Regions from separate parts of the Mus musculus genome. Here region 2 is linked to region 1. A link is a contact called in public Hi-C data. All regions are on one chromosome and are shown on one strand. The core of a region is the stretch at or near the end of the contact, and the rest is flanking DNA. Distances in the headings are between cores, read along the strand shown. Region 1 has its middle 11 kb from the start of Gm40289. Region 2 overlaps Zbtb49 (zinc finger and BTB domain containing 49).

Region 1 (6,330 bases), core at 1,876-4,375:
GTGTTGCTTGAGATGCCTCTCTGAAGGAATAGATGGGGCTGGGAGAGCAGAGTAGAGAGGAGAGAGAGATTCACAGACATCCTTACCTTTTTATTCTGCCATATTACAAATCATGTGTGAGCAGCTCTTGGGAAAGTGAATCTAGAAGCCATAGAATGGCTGGGTGGTGTCTTAGGATTTCTATTGCTGTGAAGTGACACCATGTCCAAGGCAACTTTTATAAAGGAAAGCATCTCATTGGAGCTGGCTTACATTCAGAAGTTTAGTCCGTTATCATCACAAGAAGCATGGTGGCATACAGGCAGACAGGATGCCGGAGATTTAGCTCAGAGTTTACATTTGGATTGGCAGGCAGCAGGAAGACAGAGAGGCACTGGGCATTTGAAACCTCAAAGTTCACCCCCAGTGACATACTTTCTCCAACAAAGTCACACCTACTACAGCAAGGCCACACCTCCTAAAAGTGACAATCTCTAGTGATTAAGCATTCAAATTTATGAGCCCATGGAGGCCATTCCTATTCAAACCACCATAGATGGGTGAGGAGATGGATGGATAGATGCAAAGATGGATGGCTGATGGGTGGATGGGTGGGTGGGTAGATGGATGAATAGATAAGTAGATTCATGGGTAGATAGATGGATAGATGGATGGGTGGGTTGGTGGATAGATGGATGGATGGGTAGTTTGAATAGGTGAGTTTTATTGGATGGATAAATGTGTAAGTGGATGGAGGGATGGATAGCAGGGTTAGCAGAATGGATAGACCACCAGACAGCTGGAAGGGTAGATTTATAGGAGAGTGGGTGGACAGATAGGTCAACAGGTAGATGGGAGGTGTGTGTGTGTGTGTGTGTGTGTGTGTGTGTGTGTGTGTAGATAAGACAGTGAGTGAAAGCAAGGTCTGTGTGTGTGTGTAGATAAGACAGTGAGTGAAAGCAAGGTGTGTGTGTATGTGTGAACACACATGTGGATTGGTAGATGGGCGAAGGGGTAGATAAAAGGGTAGGTGGGTGGTTGGAGAGCAAACAGGAGGAAAGGTAGATGTGTGGGTAAAAGGAACACACTTTCCCCATGTTCCCTGTTTTATCACAGCACCCACTTTCAATATTCACAAGTCAATATTCAAGGGTCTCGCATTTTCAAAATTGCTGTCAAGCACTGGTGTAGTAAAGGTTCCTTCTTATTGCTGTGAGGAAACATCATGGCCAAAGCAAGTTGGGGAGGAAATCGCTTATTTGTCTTATACTTCCACATCACTGTTCATCACTAAAGAAATCAGGACGGGAACTCAAATACAGCAGGAATCTGGAGGCAGGAGCAGAGGCAGAAGCCATGGAGGGGTGCTGTTTCATGGCTTGCTCAGCCTGCATTCACATAGAATCCAGGACCATCCGACCAGGGACAGTGCCACCCACAATGGGCTGAGTCCTCCCCCATCAATCACTAACTGAGAAAGTGCTCTCCAGGCTTGCCTACAGACTGGTCTCATGAAGGCATTTTTCTTGATTGAAAGTCCCTCCTCTCAGATGACTTCAGCCTGTGTCAAGTTGACACAAAACTACCCAGCACAAGCACTAAATACACTAAACCTGGCCCTCCTAGACCCACTACTGGGAGAAGTAGTTGCTAGAAGGAAATTCTGGTACATGCTACCATCCAGACAAGCCTTGAGAACAGCCTGCTGAGCAAAAGAAAGATAAAGTTACACAAAGCAAAGGTTACACAAAGAAAGGAATACTAGGGCCTGGGTTGGGGGTAGAAGGTAGTGTTTCCTAGAGGTAAATTTTCAGTTGGCAATATGGTGGTGGTGGGGGGGAACGACTGCCCAGCAATGTGGATGTGCTTCATCCATGGACAAGTATGCTGAAATTGCTGAAGCAGGTAGCTTTCATGGTGCACACATGGCGTGTGTGTGTGTGTGTGTATGTGTGTGTGTGTGTGTGTGTGTGTGTGTTCACAATAACAACAGAAGCAAAAAGGCAGTGTTTTCTAATACTCTGCAGATACTTATATCGCTCCACCCTCAGGAGTCATCCATCCTAAGCAAGTACGTTGACCTAATTAGCTTTGGCTGTTTTCCTGACATCAACTTAGAGTCACCTGGGGAACAGGAGCCTCAGTTAAGAATTACCTCCATCAGCCTGGCCTGTAAGCAAGTCTGTTGGACATTTTCTTTACTGATCAATGTGGGAGGACCCAGCCCATGATGGGCAATGCTAACAGTGGGCTGGTATTGTGTAAGAAAGCAAGCTGACCAAGCCCTGAAGAGCAAGCAAGTAAGCAGCATTCTTCCATGGCTTCTGTTGCCTTTCCTCCCTCCAGGCTCCTGCTTGAGCTCCTGCCCTGACTTCCCTCACTGATGGATGGTGACTTGGAAGTGCTAAGATGAACTGAACCTTTCACTCCCTGCGCCCCATCCCCAACCCCCAGATTGTTCTTGGCTGTGGTGTCTATCACAGCAGCAGGAAAACTACTGAGAGCAAACCAGTCTGAGAACTGGTGAGGGGAGATGCTTCCTTTACACAAAGAATCATCAGTTTTGTTTTCTTTTCTTTTCTTTTGTTTTGTTTTGTTTTGTTTTGTTTTGTTTTGTTTGTAGCCACTAGAAAGGAAATCCATAGGACTGGGGTGTAGAAAGGAGGAAGAGGGAGAGAAAAGGGAGGAGGAGGAGGAGGAGGAGAAGGAGGGGAGGGGAGAGGAAGAGGGAGAGGAGGAGGGAGAGAGGGGAAGGAGAGAGAGAGATGGGAAGACAGAGAGAGAATTTCTTTTAAAAGAACTGAGTAGAATGGAGAGATAGCCCAGTGGTTAAGAGCACTGGCTCTTCTTCCAGACCTAAGTTTGGTTCCCTGCACTCAGATAGTAGTTTACCACCATCAGTAACTCCAGTTCCAGCGGATCCAGTACACACGGACTATATGTGCAGATGATTAATAAACTCATAAAAAGAGACTGGGCCACTGGAAAAAGATCAAACTATAACTGCAAGTGTCCGAGTAGAGGGGAATAAACAGTAGCTTTTCAAACATTCCTGAAATTCTCCCTCCCGTGAATGTGTTCCTAGGACTGTGGTCAGAGTTACGCAAGCATTTGAAGAGGAGAAGAGCCTGCTTCTCTGAGCAAAGACATTGTGAAATCAAATTGGTGCCAAGGGAGTGTAGTTTGTGTGGGCACTGGCTGCAACCAGAAGGCTTCCTGGAATATGGGCCTGGGAATCATGAGAGGGCCGTAAAGTGGGAGGGACATGGGTGTGGTCGGGAGAATGAGCAGGTCATGAGGAGTGGAGATGGTCTACCTAGGACTAGCAAAACTTTCTGCTTTAAAAATACTTCATTTAACTGGGGAGGTGGTGGTGAACTCCTTTGATCCCAGAACTCTGGAGGCAGAGGCAGGCAGATTTCTGTGAGTTTGAGGTCATTCTGATCTACAGCAAGAGTTCCAAGAGAGTCAGGGCTACATGGAGAAACTCTATCTCAAAAAAGAAAAAAGAAAAAAATATGTGTATATGTGTGTATATATATATGTATGTGTGTGTATACATATATATATGTGTGTGTGTGTGTGTATGTATATATATGTATATATATATATATATATGTGTGTATATATATATATATATATATGTATATATATATATATATATATTCTTGACCATATTTACCCCAGGTCTCCAACTTTGAATGTTATAAGTCTCTGAATCAAATACTACCCACTGCAAAATGAAGCTTCTCTGACCCAAGGTTAGGAGCAGTGCAAATCTACAGATAAAAAATATGGATGCTTATAAGGCTATTCAACACTATGATCATTTAGCAAAACATCCACAGTCGTTCTCTACCTGCTGGGGCTGATGACCTTTCCAGCTAGGGAGTTTTAGTCAGCTTTATTGTATCAGGCATGGATTCCCTCCTGTGAAGCAGGCCTCAAATCCAGCTCAGAAAGTGTTTGGCTACCTCCACAACAGTTAAGACACTATTGTACCAGTGGGCACATCTTGCCTGGCAGGTCAATATTATGTCATACAGGGGTCAGTTATGGGGAAGACCGCTGATAGTGTTTCTTCTGCAGCAGCCTATATAGCACCTTCCAGCACCAGAAAAGCAAGTCAGTGGGGGCTGGGGGTGAGAGAGACTGATTTCTCTATGTCCTGCAATCAAGGTATCTTCAGCAATCAGGTCTTGCCATCTGGTTCTGGTGGACAGCCAGGAGTAATGGCAATCACCTATGTGGAGAATAGAGGAACACCCTCAAATGAACACCCTCAAACAAACTCAATAATAAACCTTTTGGGCTTATTCAAACCATATGAAGACACCTGGACCTCCTTATTCAGTAACTCACAAAGACATAACCAGTGCCTGACACGGAGATTGCCATTTGATAACCTACATCTTGTTTTGCCCATGCCAGGATAACTCTTTTAAAGCTACATTTTAAATTAGTTCATAAACTAGTGGGTTTCCATAAGGCTTCTTCATAAACCTTAGTTTTGGTTAAGCTATCCCCTCCCTTCTTTCCCCCATACATTTTCTAAGACTAAGTGTCTATAAGACCCAGCAACCCAACTCCTGGGCATGTACCCCGCAGGGGTGAGATTATGTTATGTCTCCCAATGGGACATGTCTAAGGAGGTTCATGGCAGCCTTTAGGCTCTCAGGCAACCCACAGACCAGAGCTTATTCATACAGAGTCCTTCTTCCTGTGATAAGCAGGATGGTCAAAGAAGAGGAGTCACCTAAGTACAAGACAACCAAGAGCTTTTCAAAGCTGAGCGTTTCTGAAATAATTCACCAGGCATTCTGGGCTGGGGAGACAGACAGGGTCGGAAGTGGCTACAGGGAGAACCAGGCAAGTGTTCTCTCCTAAAGGTGCCTGCCTGTGCTACCGAATAACTGGAGAGAGCTGCATGGAGAGCCTGGGTGAGCTCAGACCCAGACTCCACTCTGGAAAGACCAGTGAATGAAGCAGACAGCATTCCTTGCCCTGGGTGAGCTCACATGCTAGTAAGAAACAGGCCGATATTGTAATAAACATGTCCAGAGAGAGCACCCATTTGTCTCCTGCCTAGTGTGGTTCCGCTGTGGGTTACTATTCCATCCACATATCAGTTAACAGTGTCTTCAGTAGAGTTCAAAGAACAACATTCGAACAATAGAGAAAGAGCCAGATGCTTAGAACTCTGTCCTATCCTAGTGCTTCATGCAACTTGATGGTGAGGTTTAGACCCCACCCAGGAGCAGCTGATTAAGAAAAGCTCCTAGTGCCCTGGAGGGGGTGGAGAGCTGGAACCCAGCAGCCTGGCTACCAGCCCCCACTTACCCTCTGACAGCAGGTATTTATGCCTGGAGACCTGGAGGCGCTGTTCTACTTAGAGTGACCCCAAGGGCTGCCAGGCCAAGACGGTGTTTGGAGGAGGCTGTAAATTAGGCCTGGAATTCTAGGGATAAACATCTTCAGGATTTATTCCTGCAGCAGATCCCAGGAGGGGCTGGCTTCAGAGTAATCACAAAGCCCAGACAAGGGTCTGTAGTCTGCTCCTGAAGCCCCTCCTCAACATGCACACCAGGAGGGCGGTGTCTGAGGAAGGTGCTTTCAATTCTTTCACTCTGGGAGGGAGCCGCCCTGACCAGGCAGGACTCCTGAGGCCTCTGTGCTTCCAGTGTCTCAGAAATACCTGCACTCTCCTGCATGTTCCTTCCTGCATCAGCACCTCCAGCCAGTGATGTTCTGTATAATGCAAAGAGCCTGGGATGCAGAAGCTAACGGTGGGGATGGGGAGGTTCTCAGAACCAACTGTTCATTATGGACCACACTTTCTCTGTCTCTACAGCTCTGGGTCTTTATTTATAAACCCGGCTAAGCAGGAAGGAAATTCTCACGGTCATATTGAATATCTGTATGAGTTTGCTAGGCTCTCATAATCAAGTACCATACATGGGGCTTGAACATAGGTTCATTTCCCTCTCAGCTGTAGCGGGCCCCCAAGTCTGTGATCCCTGGAATCAGTGGGTTTAATTCCTCCAGTAGCCTCTATCCTTGTCCTTATCTTCCCAAGGAGCTGTCTCCAGGGGTCTTCACCTGAGCTCCCTACCTCTTCCTATGAGGATACCAGGCTTTTCCAACTTGAGCTGTTCTCCATGACCTCTGTAAGGGGCCTGTTTCCAAACTGTCACATTTTTATCCCTTTTAACTCTTAGGTCTAGGGTAGACCCAACTCAGCACCTGATCCATCTGAGGCTATATAAAGTACGTTTCTGAGAGGGAAAGGCTCACCCAAATACCACTCTATGCCATACATACATGCCCACATTTAGGGAATGTCAGAGTCCC
Region 2 (6,395 bases), core at 2,008-4,507, 240 kb after region 1:
GCCACCCTGGCCTGGTGGTCCTGAGTTGTATAAGAAGGCACACTGAGCAAGCCATGAGGAGCAAGGCAGGGAAGCAGCTCACCTCCATGGCCTCTGCAGCAGTTCCTGCCTCTGGGTTCCTGCTTGAGTTTCCACTCTGACTTCACACAGTGAGACTGACCGAGAAGTGTAAGCCAAATAAACCCTTTTCTCCCCAAGATATTTTTGGTCATAGTATTTATCACAGCAGTAGAAACCAACCTGGAACAGCCTATCGGCAGGCTAAGGTTGAAGTTGTGCGCCACAGTGCCCAGCTCCCAGCAGGTTCTTTCTAGAAGTAAGGTTGGTGGTGCTTGCTAATAGTCATACCTGGTTGTCATAAGCCAGATGCAGGCCAGGCAGTTCCTAGCCTCCGACACAGCTCATTGTCAATTTGTATCTAGATGCAACTTTATTCACATGTATAAACAATGAGATGGAAGTGACATGAAGCCACAGACTACTATGAAGGTGCACGGTGCACATCTTGAAATGTCTCCTATCCCTTTCCTGTCATGTGCATGGGAGGAAACAGAGGAGAGGAAATGGCAACAGCTGGTTTACACGGATCACCTACATCAGCCAGCATTGCGACCCTCTTACAGAGGAGGAGCTGAGGCAGGCTCAAGGCACAAGGTCAGTGTCAAGGTCCCAGCACGGAGGAGGCTCACATACGCATCAGCACTGACAAATGTGAAGGACGTTCCTTTGTAAGCGATCAGTTCTGTTTTCCCGTGGCTGCTGAGGTCAGAGTCTTTCTAGGGGCCACTCAAAGCATCCCTCCGCCTCAGACAGGTGCAGGTGAAGTCAGACCATCGGTGGTGTGCAGACACGGAGCAACGCCCCAGGCCTGCTTTGACCTGGGAGATGCCTCTTGCCGAAGTCGGGATGCTCAAGAGGCGTAGTTTGGTTCAGGGGAAGGGATTTTCAAAACTTCCTTTATTTTGTTCTTTTGTACCTCACTGGTCAGGCTCTGGTAGAAGGTGTAGCTCCAGCACGTGGGTCAGGATGACAGGACTTGGGACAGGAAAGGATGGGCTGAAACCCCGAGGGTGCCGTGGCTCACACATGCTCCTGTCCTTCCTCAACTCCTGTCTTGTTGCCATGACAGAATGCCCAAGAAAACGCTAAAGAAGGAAGAGCCTTTGCTTTGGCTGGTGGTCTCAGGGCTTGCTGTCCTTGACGGCAGAGGAGGCAGGGCAACAGGAGCAGAAGGCGGCTGATCAAGTTGCATCCAGTCAGGAAGCAGAGATAACTGCTGGTGCTCAGCCTGCTCCCTCCTTATCCACTCTGGGACTCCAGCCATGGTATTATTGTTTGTATTTACAATGGGCTGCTACCATTTCAATTAGCCCTTACTGGATAATCCCCTATTCCTGGAGGTCTGTTTCCATGGTGATTCTAAATCCCATCAAGTTGACAGCTAAGATGAACTGCCACACTCCCTGACTTTCATGGGACTGGACAGGGAGGCTTCAGTAGCCTCTCCAGGTGGGGATAGACCAGGAATCATTCAAGATGCAGCAAAGTCAGGCCCACAGAGGATACTTTGGCCTCCCTGCCTGTCTTAGGTTAAGGCCCTGGAGGGGTCCAAATGACCGTAGGTTGCACACAGTGCATATGTATTCAGGGTCACCATAGACAAAGGGTTGACCAATATGGTAGCTCCAGGAGCTACAGGTGGTAGTGGGAGGGTTGAGGGGCAGCCCTGTATTCCTCAGCAAGGGTCCCCAGTTGAAGACATAGGGTAGCAGCTTCCCGGGGTTCAGGCATATTCCAGGTACATGATTCCTCCCCACATCATGGGTGAGGCCAGGTATCCTCAGACCTCCAAGTTCATGTTAGGGCAACAGCCAAGAACCGGGGATCCTGGGAGAGCAAGTAATTCCTAAAGACTCTCCTGAGCCTAAAACTGGGCCAGATACTGTTTACTTTTTCTGCACATCCCTGACTCCGAAAGAATTAAGCAATTAACCTGCACACCCATGTGTGGTGTGAATAGTGTGAGACTCTAACACTTTGGTGTTTGAATCTCTGGAACACCAGGAACTTAATTAGTTTGCTGCAACCAAGAGGCACAGATTTGGTGGTTTAAACAACAGGAAAGCCCAATTGATCGCCAGCCTGAGGCTGGAGACCTGGCCATGGCCAGGGCTGGCTGGTTCCTTCTGAGGACTGTGATGGCCAAGTGGCTGTCAGGCTTATGGAGGCATCTTGCCCATCCTCAGATGAAGTTCTTGCTGTGTGCATGTCCCTATGTCCAAATGTCCTTCTAAGACACCAGCCACTGGAGCCTGTCCTTCCTCCAGCATGGCCTCATTTTTTACTAATGACATCTGCAGTGGCCCAGTTTCCAAACAAGGTCACATCCTGATGTGCTGGGGGGTTAGGACTTCAGTGTAGCAATGGCACTCTGTGTGTGTGTGTGTGTGTGTGTGTCCAACCCATGTTAGTAACTGATTTTTTACTTAGATTTCTTGTCAAAATACCCCTGGCCATTTGAACAACTGTCATGGAGGGAATGTTGTTTACCACAAACCCCATCTCTACTCTCCATTTCCCATGACTGTGCCATACATATTATGGGCTGGGTACCATTGAAGGGTGAAGGAGGACATTAATGAACAGAGGTGAGAGTGCCACTCTCCTGCCACCCTCACAGAAACGCAACGGCAAGGAGCACCTTAGCCTTCCATGTGCCCTGCAGGCTCTACTCTGGCCTCCTGGGTCACTACTTCTAGCATGGCAGCAAAGCCTGTGAGGTGAGCACAGTCACCCCATTGGCACCGTGCAGAGGAGGAAAGCGAGGCAAGGTGGCAGCAACAGCCGGACAGTGTCTGACCTCAACTAGGTCAGTTCGCTGTAAGGCCTGTACTGCACAATGCAAACCCAGGGCAGCAGGAGAGAGGGGCAAGAAGGGAGAGGTGTGGGCATGGACACTACGGGTGTCTCTGACTAGGACACCAAACACATCGGGCCTACCCGTATGACCAGTTTAAACCTACTTTCCTTGGTAAAGGGCCTTGTCTCCAGTTTGTAGCAGGAGGGTCATAAATTAGTGCATCAGCACAACTCAGTCCTAAATAAACACTAGCTAGTGCCAGAATGTTTTAACCGCCCTAAAGAGAACCCTGGGCCCATTAAGCATTCACATGTCCATTCTCCTCCCCTGTGCCTGGCAGCTGGCTATCTGCTTTCTGTCTTTCGGGACCTGTCCAGTCTAGATGACTCACACAGAATCGTACAGTCATGTAATACATGCACTACATGGCCTTTTCTGTCTGCTATTGTTCACACAGCTCAAGGTTCACAGAGCCATCTGTTTTCCTCCATACTGGAGATTGAACCCAGGACTCTGGGTATACTAGAAAGCTAGGGCCATACTCTCTCAGTAGCCAGAGTCACAAATAACCAGGACCCTTGGGACTTTGCACCAGGTCAGACTGCTACTGTTGTGTGGCTGCTCCCATGTGCACCCCCCTGGCCAAGTAAGTACAGAGCACCTGAAGTGCCAGGAACTGCTAGGAATATTCCTCAGTCTGACTTGTCCATAAGGGAAATCTCAGTGTGGATACTGAACCCAGAGTTGTAGACGATACCCAGTAAGCTTGCTAAGTAACCAAGCAAATTGGGGTGGGGACAGAACCGTTCTCTCCACACAGACTTGCAAGAGGGCTTGAGGAGGCTAAGGTGCAAAAGTGCCTGGTTCTCTGGCAGGGAAACTCCAAGGATTCCCAAGCGCCCAGGCAGAGCAGCCACAGGCCCTTGCCACCAGGCCAGACCATGTTTCTGAGCTTGTGAATGGTGATGCTGCCATCTGCTGGCGAATCGGAAACTTGCAAGAAAAGCAGCCAAGGCAGAAGAGCACCAGCTAGCTCGCAGTCAGAGACACCATCAAGCTGAAAGAACGCATGCTGGACCAGACATTTACACAGGCATTCAGAACGCTGGTACCGACAGCAATTTTTGGTTCATTTTTCATAGTTTATTTTTTTCAGCATCACTTACACATCATAAAACTTACATATGGCAAGTACACAACTAGTGATTTTTTAAAAAAATAAACTTATTTTGCAGTGATGGCAAAGGGAGTTATATGGTGGACCCTAAGAGTCTCACCCCTGGCACACATGTCCTTCTATAGAGGTTTTGACAGGGAACTATGTCAGTGACAATTTATGACAGAATAAGGTCACTCGGAAAGATGTGACTAAATACACATCTGAGGAAAGTATTTGTGAGGAGCTAAACCCACTAAGAAAACAGTGCTACCTTGTTGGGGTGCTGATACAATACAGCGCAGGGCAGGGGGTCTCACCAAGCCCTAGCTATTGGACTTCTTTAACCTTCTCTGTATGTGTACGGCTGAGTGTTGTGCCTGTGGAGGCCAGAGGAGGGCGTTAGATACCTTGGAGCTAGAGTTAAAGGTGGTTTTGAACATCCCAATGCAGAGCTGAACTGAACTGGGGTCATATAACTCCAGAGAGTTCTGAGAGGTCCAGGAAAAGGGGTCATGGTCTAATAGACGTGTAGTTAGTAGTCCCGGGATATAGGGAGTAGACGAAGAAGAAGGGGAGAGATCCAGGGCCTGGACTCTGGGACATTTAATGTTCAGATGTAGACTGGAATCAGCAAGGATGAATTCTGAGTCTGAGCCAGTCACTGGAGAAAGGAATAGACCTAGAGAGAAAGGGGGCAATACTTACGCTCAGAGTTGCCCAAATTGGGGATTAAGAATCTGTGGATGCAATAGAGAGGTCACTGAAGAAAAACATTTGAGTGAAGTCCTGGGACTAAGCTCTGAATGATGGGCTCGAAGGAAAAATCAGAGGCTCCATCTAGGGGGCCATATTCCAGTGAAAAAGCCTCACAAAGCACCCACTGGCCAAGTAAGTACTGAGTGTCTGCCAGAGCCTTCGTGGAACATTCCCCAGGATTACACCCCTGCAAGGAGACCAAAGGCCTGCACAGTGGCTTTCTGCATTCTATAGCAATGACACCGGGGGAAGTGAGCAGGGGAGGGGGCTGCAGTTGAACTGGGCAGTCACCAGGTGTAGACATGGGAGCGGGAGTTGGAGGAAAGTTCCTGTTTGCTTCTGTGTTCTCAGAACCACAGCAAGACCACAGGTGGGGTGAGGGGAGAGTTGCGAGAGCCCAAGGAGCTGGAAGAGAGTGGCATGAAGGGCAGCACATGGTGGCTGTGAGAGGGGTGAGGGCTCAGTGGAAGTGTGGTCTGGAGACCGAAGGGCCACTTGTTACCAGCCGGGTACACAGAGGGCAGAGATGGATTGTCCATCAGTGTGATGGATGACCTGGTGGGGGAGTTGTGATACTCAGACTATGGGATGTAGCCTAGCTAACAGTAACAGATGTTAGGATGAGGTGAGGGACCAAGGGCAGATATGACCCATGAAGGTGAGGAGCTACTGGAACGAGAAACAGTTGAGCCAGTGGGAGATGGGAGAAGTGGGAAGGGGCTAACATCCACTGGCAACCATCACATCCCAAGTTCAATCCAGGCACCGGTTATTCAAGGTACCCACACTTTGGCACACCCTTGGACGGGATGTTCAACCCTCATGAAGGTCTGGTTTTGCCTGCTGTGCCAGCCTTGGGGGATGGACTATGGTGTACTGAGTGGCTAGGAAACTGGGAGGGGAACCTGATGTCACTCAGTCGACAGTTCTCTGGTCCTGGCGGTTGTGTGGAATCCTCCTGTCCTTGGCAGGTTCTCTCATCAGGTACTCTGCTTTTCTGAGCTAGAGTTGCTGGAGGTTGTTCTCAAATATTCCCATAGGTAATCTACAGTGTGCTACAAGGTAGCCATTCTCATGTTTGCTTAGACATTCTAGAGACAGTACTATGGACATCATAGGAGCCCCCAGGCCTGAGGGACTGAGCAAACTCAGCCAGGGAGCTCTATAAGGGCAGAAGGTGACCGGGACTTCCCAGTGGGTGCTAGACTACTTCAGGCCTGTAAGGGCTCATCTTATTCTCAGCCAGCCAGTCTAGAGAAAATCCTGGGTGGCCAAGAAGTTGGCTAAGGCCTACCCAGAAGTGGCTGCCAGGTCAGGCTGTTCAGAAGACTCCGAGGCCTCCACTGCAGGCTGGTAACATGACTGGACTCCAGGCTTACAGCCAGGTCAGTGACACATTTCATTTTTGGGTGGTGCTGAGGCTCAAACCCAGGTTCTTCTGCATTGATATGTGATTTTATAGTATTAAGGTCTTAAGATTAATAATGCTTAGAAACTGAGCATGGTGGCACATGCTTTTAATCCCAGCACTCGATAGGCAGACACAGGTGGATCTCTGTGAGTTCAAGGTCAGCCTGGTTTCCTTAGACAGTTCAAGGCTAGCTAGGGCTACATGATGAG

What was found. Hi-C and Micro-C count contacts between places; a contact is called where the count stands out from the background.
Region 2: a Hi-C map of adipose-derived mesenchymal stem cells shows a contact between it and region 1, with 2.4 times the contacts expected there. The contact joins two enhancer-like sites. A contact is called at or near these places in 3 of 484 Hi-C or Micro-C datasets (adipose-derived mesenchymal stem cells, cerebral cortex and myocytes).

What each region holds. Positions count from the first base shown.
Region 1 is chr5:37,957,321-37,963,650 of GRCm38.p6, forward strand. No RefSeq gene overlaps it. Among named protein-coding and RNA genes, the nearest start is that of Gm40289, 11 kb to the right of the region's middle. Within about 2 kb of position 3,126, at least 17 of the 459 cell types and tissues checked have an H3K27ac peak or open chromatin away from gene starts, as enhancers often do. A contact at or near this core is called in adipose-derived mesenchymal stem cells, where this site is marked.
Region 2 is chr5:38,193,799-38,200,193 of GRCm38.p6, forward strand. Zbtb49 (zinc finger and BTB domain containing 49) reads right to left here. Exons shown (of 8, transcript NM_029162.3): 8 at 6,246-6,395. Among named protein-coding and RNA genes, the nearest start is that of Zbtb49, 23 kb to the right of the region's middle. Within about 2 kb of position 3,258, at least 23 of the 459 cell types and tissues checked have an H3K27ac peak or open chromatin away from gene starts, as enhancers often do. A contact at or near this core is called in adipose-derived mesenchymal stem cells, where this site is marked.